Regions from separate parts of the Gossypium hirsutum genome. Here region 1 is linked to region 2. The links are chromatin contacts, called in public Hi-C maps. All regions are on one chromosome and are shown on one strand. Each heading gives the region's core, a stretch centred on a gene start, on an enhancer-like site or on the middle of the called end of the contact. The rest is flanking DNA. Distances are from core to core; before and after follow the strand shown.

What was found. A called contact is a pair of places that touch in the nucleus more often than the background predicts.
Region 1: a Hi-C map of leaf shows a contact between it and region 2, with 1.9 times the contacts expected there. The contact joins the promoter of LOC107943753 here to the promoter of LOC121202817 in region 2. A contact is called at or near these places in 2 of 34 Hi-C or Micro-C datasets (both in leaf).

The regions. Positions count from the first base shown.
Region 1 is chrA04:81,805,850-81,808,918 of Gossypium_hirsutum_v2.1, reverse strand. LOC107943753 (probable L-type lectin-domain containing receptor kinase VII.2) reads left to right here and starts at 1,802. Exons shown (of 1, transcript XM_016877545.2): 1 at 1,802-3,069. The coding sequence starts at 2,111. It overlaps LOC107943755 (probable serine/threonine-protein kinase At1g54610), which reads left to right. Exons shown (of 8, transcript XM_016877548.2): 8 at 1-305. The coding sequence ends at 12.
Region 2 is chrA04:80,993,170-80,996,490 of Gossypium_hirsutum_v2.1, reverse strand. It overlaps LOC121202817 (NAC domain-containing protein 83), which reads left to right and starts at 1,967. Exons shown (of 3, transcript XM_041111479.1): 1 at 1,967-2,445; 2 at 2,535-2,824; 3 at 2,916-3,321. The coding sequence starts at 2,265. The coding sequence ends at 3,206.

The DNA of each region.
Region 1 (3,069 bases), core at 553-3,052, 810 kb before region 2:
AGAGCTGAATAGACATCATTTTATGGTTTTTCAATCTTTGTGGTAAAGCTGGGAAAATCAGGTAATCTAAATACCAAGAGATAATTAGTTTACAGGATTTACCATGTATAGTGAACAAGAAAAAGTAGATGTTATTTGTTATATAGAGTATTTGAGCAAAAGCACTCATTTATCTTCTTTGATTTGGTAAGCTATAAATATGGCTTTTATAGGATACAATTCTCTGGCTTTGTAGGTGATTACTACTTGTGTTTTTTTTTTATACATCAATAATAGAATCAATTAGAAGGATTACAATTTTGAAACTGTTTCTTGCCATTGTCTTATTTCTTCATAAATGATTTGGAAGTGGATTAAAAAAAAAAGAAGATTTGTTTGATCCACTGTTAAGGGAGTTTAGTTTTTCCGTGGGATCTGCTTCTTAGGGTATATTTAAAAAATAAAATAAAAATTTAAAGAACAAACTAATTAAAAAAAAAAAAACATGTGACATTCTTATGATTTAAAATGTTTATGTATATAAAATATTTGGTTCACTTGGGTATTTGTAATTTCTTTTCATTCTTGCACTTAACTTCAAATCAATGATTCAATATGGACCAAATTTGTAAATTATCACCTAAAATACAGGTAATATAAGTTTGGAGACAAAGATTAGAAAGCAAGTTAAAATGCAAGTTTTAAAATTGAAATGGTCTTTTTCCGCCAACTTATAAAAACGATTCTCAAATTTTTTTCAATTAGTCTGCTTTTCTTTGCACTTAATTGAGTATTTAAATGGTTAAAATTTACTAAAAAGATTATTTGATCGTATCATGTGTAAGAATGATAAAAAAATAAAAATTAATAAAAGTTATAGAAATTATTAAATTTTAATAAAAATATAATTTTTTTAAAATTTTATAAAATCATAAGAAAATTATAAAAATTATCATACCAAAAGTAGTATTTTATAATTTTTCTATAACTTTTATTGATTTTTATTTTTAGCATTTTTTGCTATATGACACGTGTTGCAACATGTGATAACTTTAACTAAAGAATCACTTAGGTTCATTAGGTTAATGGTTAAATGAGTTTTTTTTATGTATTTTATAATTTTTTTGTATGATTTTTATAAAATTTTATATTTTTTACGATTTTTATGATCTTTTTATAATTTTTAATATTTTATATTTTTTATTAAAATTTAATAATTTTTTATTTTTATTTTTTAACTTTTTTGCTACATGTCACGTTGTAATTGTGACACGGGGTGGCTTTAACTGAAACAAATTAGGGTTAATTAACTTTAACGATCAAATGATTTTTTTAATGAATTTTGACAATTTAAGTACTCAATTGAGCACAAAAAAAAACAGACTTTAATTAATTTTTTTGAAAAAAATTGAGGACCTTTTTGATAAATATTAAAAATTTAAGTACTCAATTGAATAAAAAAGGTAAGAATTTAATTGTTTTTTTTAAATTAGGGTTTTTAACCCTTAAGCCAATTGAAATTGATTGATGAAAATTAATAATTAATGTTTTTGGGAAAAAAAATTGTTAAAATTATTAGTTAATTAAGAATTTTTATGAAATCAATTTTAAAAATTAAATTGAATATATGAAAATGTATAACTTTGGTTAAAGGTTAAAATTTGTAAATAAATTGGGGTGCCAATGAGAAAGCTAAAGAGTAATTCTTGGAATCTAATATATGAAATTAGAAGCATTCATACTACCAAGAAGATAGAAAGAGATAGTTCAAAATTGAAAGGCTACGTTGTTTTACCTTGTTCAACAAAGCCTGTATTTGTCCAGGCCACCAATCGAGTGGCGCACTTAGATAGATTTGAGTAAAGCTTTTTTTATTTTTATTTTTTAATCAATTTGATCCAGCTCAACCCTTATCTTGTCGGCTCATTACCACCCCATTCTCCACTCCACCATTATTATTGTACTGTATTTCTTACCTTCCCGCCGCTTCCTTTGCGAATATTAGTTAAACTACTTAATTATTATTCAACAATTATTTATGTGATAGATTTTGAACACTTCTGTTTGTATGTTGTTCTTTTTACGCGTCCAACACAGTTGCCTTCCTTCAAATGCAAGCTAAAATCCTAAAATGCACGCCACTCTTTACGTGCAAAACTACAGCTTTATCTTCTCTTCTTGGATCTTTAGAAATATATTCCTCATGTCTCCCTTCTTGTTTTCAACTGCAATAACCTTCCTTTTGTTCTTCCCTTGGGTTTCATCTGTTGAATTCGTTTACAATACCAACTTCAACTCCACCAATCTCTTGACTTTTGGTGATGCTACTATTGATTCTTCCATCCTCTCCATCACAAATGGGACTTTTTCTATTGGTCGTGCTTTGTACCCTTCGAAGATCCCAGTGAAGTCATCATCAAATTCATCAAAGTTACTTCCTTTCTATACTTCTTTCGTTTTCTCCATTGCCCCTCTCAAGGGTTTTCTCCCAGGTCATGGATTTGCTTTTGCCTTCTTGCCTACTGCTGGTATAGCTGGTGCCAGTTCGTCTCAGAATCTGGGTCTTTTCAACTTTTCCAACAATGGTAATCCCAACAGCAGTATCTTTGGTGTCGAGTTTGATGTGTTTGCAAACCAAGAATTTGATGATATCAATGATAACCATGTGGGTGTTGATGTGAACTCCTTGAAATCTGTTGCTTCAAGTCTTACAGGGTTTTGGGGAGGGAGTGAAGGTGATAAGTTGAAGGGATTGAAGCTTAATAATGGTGTTAATTATCAAGTCTGGGTTGATTATGAAGATTCTATTTTAAATGTTACTATGGCGAAAGTGGGGGATAAAAGGCCTATAAGGCCTTTGATAAGTGTGTTTGTGAACCTTTCTACTGTTTTTCTTGATGAAATGCATGTAGGATTTGCTGGAGCAACAGGCCAGTTGGTTGAGAGTCATAGGATTCTGGCTTGGAGCTTTAGTAATTCGAATCCCTCAATTGGTAATGCTTTGGTCACTACTAATTTGCCTTCATTTGTGCCACCAAAGGATTCTGTGTTTGAATCAACAGGGTTCATAGTTGGAGTTACCATTGGGGC
Region 2 (3,321 bases), core at 718-3,217:
TTATAAAATAAAATCAAATTATTATAACACACAATTATAATATAATTACAAATATACATATTTTTGAATAATTATAAAATAAAATCAAATTATTATAACACACAATTAAAATAATCTCGTACAAAATCCATCAATCAAACTAAAATCACATAAGACAAATGTGCATGAAGGAATTAAAACTTCAATACTATAAGACACAAGGCTTTAGCCTTTGTCAACAATGCCAACGCCCTAATTAATTTATTTTTTATTTACTTTGAAATTGACATTAAAATTCACTTAATAGATTTTTTTTAATTAATTGAAAAAGCAAAGTACATACTAAGTAACTTATCACTTAAAAAATTACAATGATTGAATTTTATAATTTTATTTAAGATTAAACTATCCTTTAAATAGTAAATAACAAAATAGTTCAAATTAATTTATTTATTATTACTTTCAACATTGTTTAAAATATTTACTTTTAAGTTTTATAATAATTTTAAACTTAACACTTTGATTTTTGTATATTTAGATTAAAATATACCATTAATTAATAACATAAAATGCAAAAAAATCATTGTAAAAAATATTTATATTTAACAACATCAACATGGTAATCAAATTTATAATTAAAACAATCAATATTAAGCATATAAATTTTCATACTAAAATTTTTTAATCACCTAACGTTGTCTTTAAATATATATATATATATATTAATTTATACTCAATGCAGTAATAATATATTAAATGACACATCATCATTTTAAAATAATAAGTAATTATTACTGAAAGCTACTAACATATTTCACTTAAACAAAATTGTACATCGTTTTCACTTAAAAATATAGTATATGGTGGGAAAAAAATAATAGAATGAGTGAAGAAGATATTTGTTTTGGGGGACAAGACGGCTTATTTTTAATTTTTTTTTTGAAAGATATATATCCCATTGGCACAAGTAATCGTCTCCGCCTACATACGTTAAACATGCACTAATAATTATATCAAACAATTGAAGCCTCCACTTTGCTTCATAATTTTCATTGTTGCTGCCTTCATCACGTAGCAAATTTCATTTTCTTTTCTTTTCTTTTCTTTTTTATTATAATATAAAAATAATACATCCTCACATTTATTTATCTAATGTTTTTACAAATAAGTCTACTTACTGATATTGTGGAAAATTTTGTTCATTTGCGAGTCATGGATTTAAAATTACTATAATATCTAATAAATTATTAATTTTATTTCTATTTTAGAAAAACTTTAAGGGTGAATTTAAAATATTTTAAAAAAATTGAGATATAATTTAAGAGTGAAATTACGAATGAAACCTTTGATTTTATGTAATAAGTAGAAGGAAAGAGGGCAAAAGGATAGAAAAGATGTTGAGATTTTGCTGTATCCAGAAACCAACGGCTAACAATATGTTGTCCCCTGCGATGCATGCCCGACGAGTGGTTGCCTTGTCTATAAAAGGGGTTTTGTGAAGGGTACTTGCGTACTTTCATTACCGCACCCATTATAATGTCTTTGGGTGAGCTCCAGCTGTAACCATAATGACATCGACCTGACTTCACCCCTTTCGATCCTTAATTAGGAGGGCATGTATGTCCGACCACTTTATTTTCATACATTTACCGAAAGACCCACCTGATTTTTCTTGACCAAACTACCCCTCCCATCCTCCAAACTTTCCGCAAGGAGGATAACATAGTCGTCCAATCAAACACAAAATCTCTTAAATTTTTTAAAATTAAATATTTTATTTTTTTGAGTGAATTAAACCATAACTCAAATTACGAAGATTATGAAAGAATGTTTGAGAAATAAATACGTAAAAGATATCTCTTATTCCCATAACTCAAAAACAAAGTGAAGTGAAGAAATGGGATTTTGAAACTGCCCCCACAGATCACAGATGTACGTTTAGGTAAATGAGTAAATAATTGGAAACAGCTACGGTTATTCCCATACGCATAGGGAGGAAGTCGAAGTAAACTAGGCTTCCAACTTTAGACGCTTTCACTTGTGCTTTAAATTCAATAACTTCAACCATTTCGATTTTAAACTTGTTTAAACGTTTTTTGTTAAAATAGCGTCAAAAAAGAGATTGAGTCTAGTTTACGCCAATTGGATCCCCTGCCCTCCTTATTCTATTCGCCTCTTAAGAACCCCCCCACCATTACCCTTCTATAAAGACGCCACACTTTTCCCTCTCAATTACTCACCACCCCTCTCTCTCTCTCTCTCTCATATCACCAACTGTGTTGAAGATGGAGAAGCTTAATTTTGTAAAGAATGGTGTGCTGAGATTGCCTCCTGGCTTTCGTTTCCATCCTACGGATGAAGAGTTAGTGGTTCAGTACTTGAGACGAAAAGTGCTTGCTTGCCCTTTGCCTGCCTCTATCATACCCGAAGTCGATGTTTGTAAAGCTGATCCTTGGGATTTGCCAGGTTGATTTTAATTTCTCATTTACCACCAAATCTTTTGGGACCAAAAATTAGATTTTTTTTTCTGAATGTTCGTTTGTGTGGTTGAGCAGGTGATTTGGAGCAGGAGAGGTATTTTTTCAGCACTAGAGAAGCCAAGTATCCTAATACCAATAGATCAAACAGAGCCACTATTTCAGGTTACTGGAAAGCAACTGGAATCGACAAACAAATTGTAACATCTAGGAGCAACCAAGCTGTGGGTATGAAGAAAACTCTGGTTTTTTATAGAGGAAAAGCCCCAAATGGATGTAGGACTGATTGGATTATGCATGAATATCGTGTTGTTAGCACCGAGACAGCTGCTTCCAATGCCCCACCCAATAAGAAGAACCAAACTCAGGTCAATTGCCATATTACATTGTTGCTTTCATTATGCCTGTATGTGTTGGTCAAAGCAAAATCATTGATTTTGCATTAAAAAATCTGTGCAGAACAATGTGGTGCCGATGGAAAATTGGGTGCTGTGCCGCATATTCTTGAAGAAAAGAAGTGCTAAAAACGATGAAGGCCTGCAATCTTGCAACCAAAGAATTGGTAAATTAAGGACAAGCAAGCCTGTCTTCTATGATTTCCTGACCAAAGACAGGGCTGACTTAAACCTAGCCCCTTCTTCCTCGTCATCCGTCTCCAGTGGGATCACCCAAGTTTCAAATAATGACACGGATGACCACGAGGAAAGCAGTTGTTGCAATAGTTTTCCTTATTTCAGAAGAAAACCCTAAAAAGTCACAGTTCACACCCTTTTTTTTTTCTCTCTCTTTTCCTGCCTGTACCAGTAGCTCGGATTCTGATTAGCCAATCAGTGTAACATCTTCAAAGAAAAGAAAAGAAAAGAAA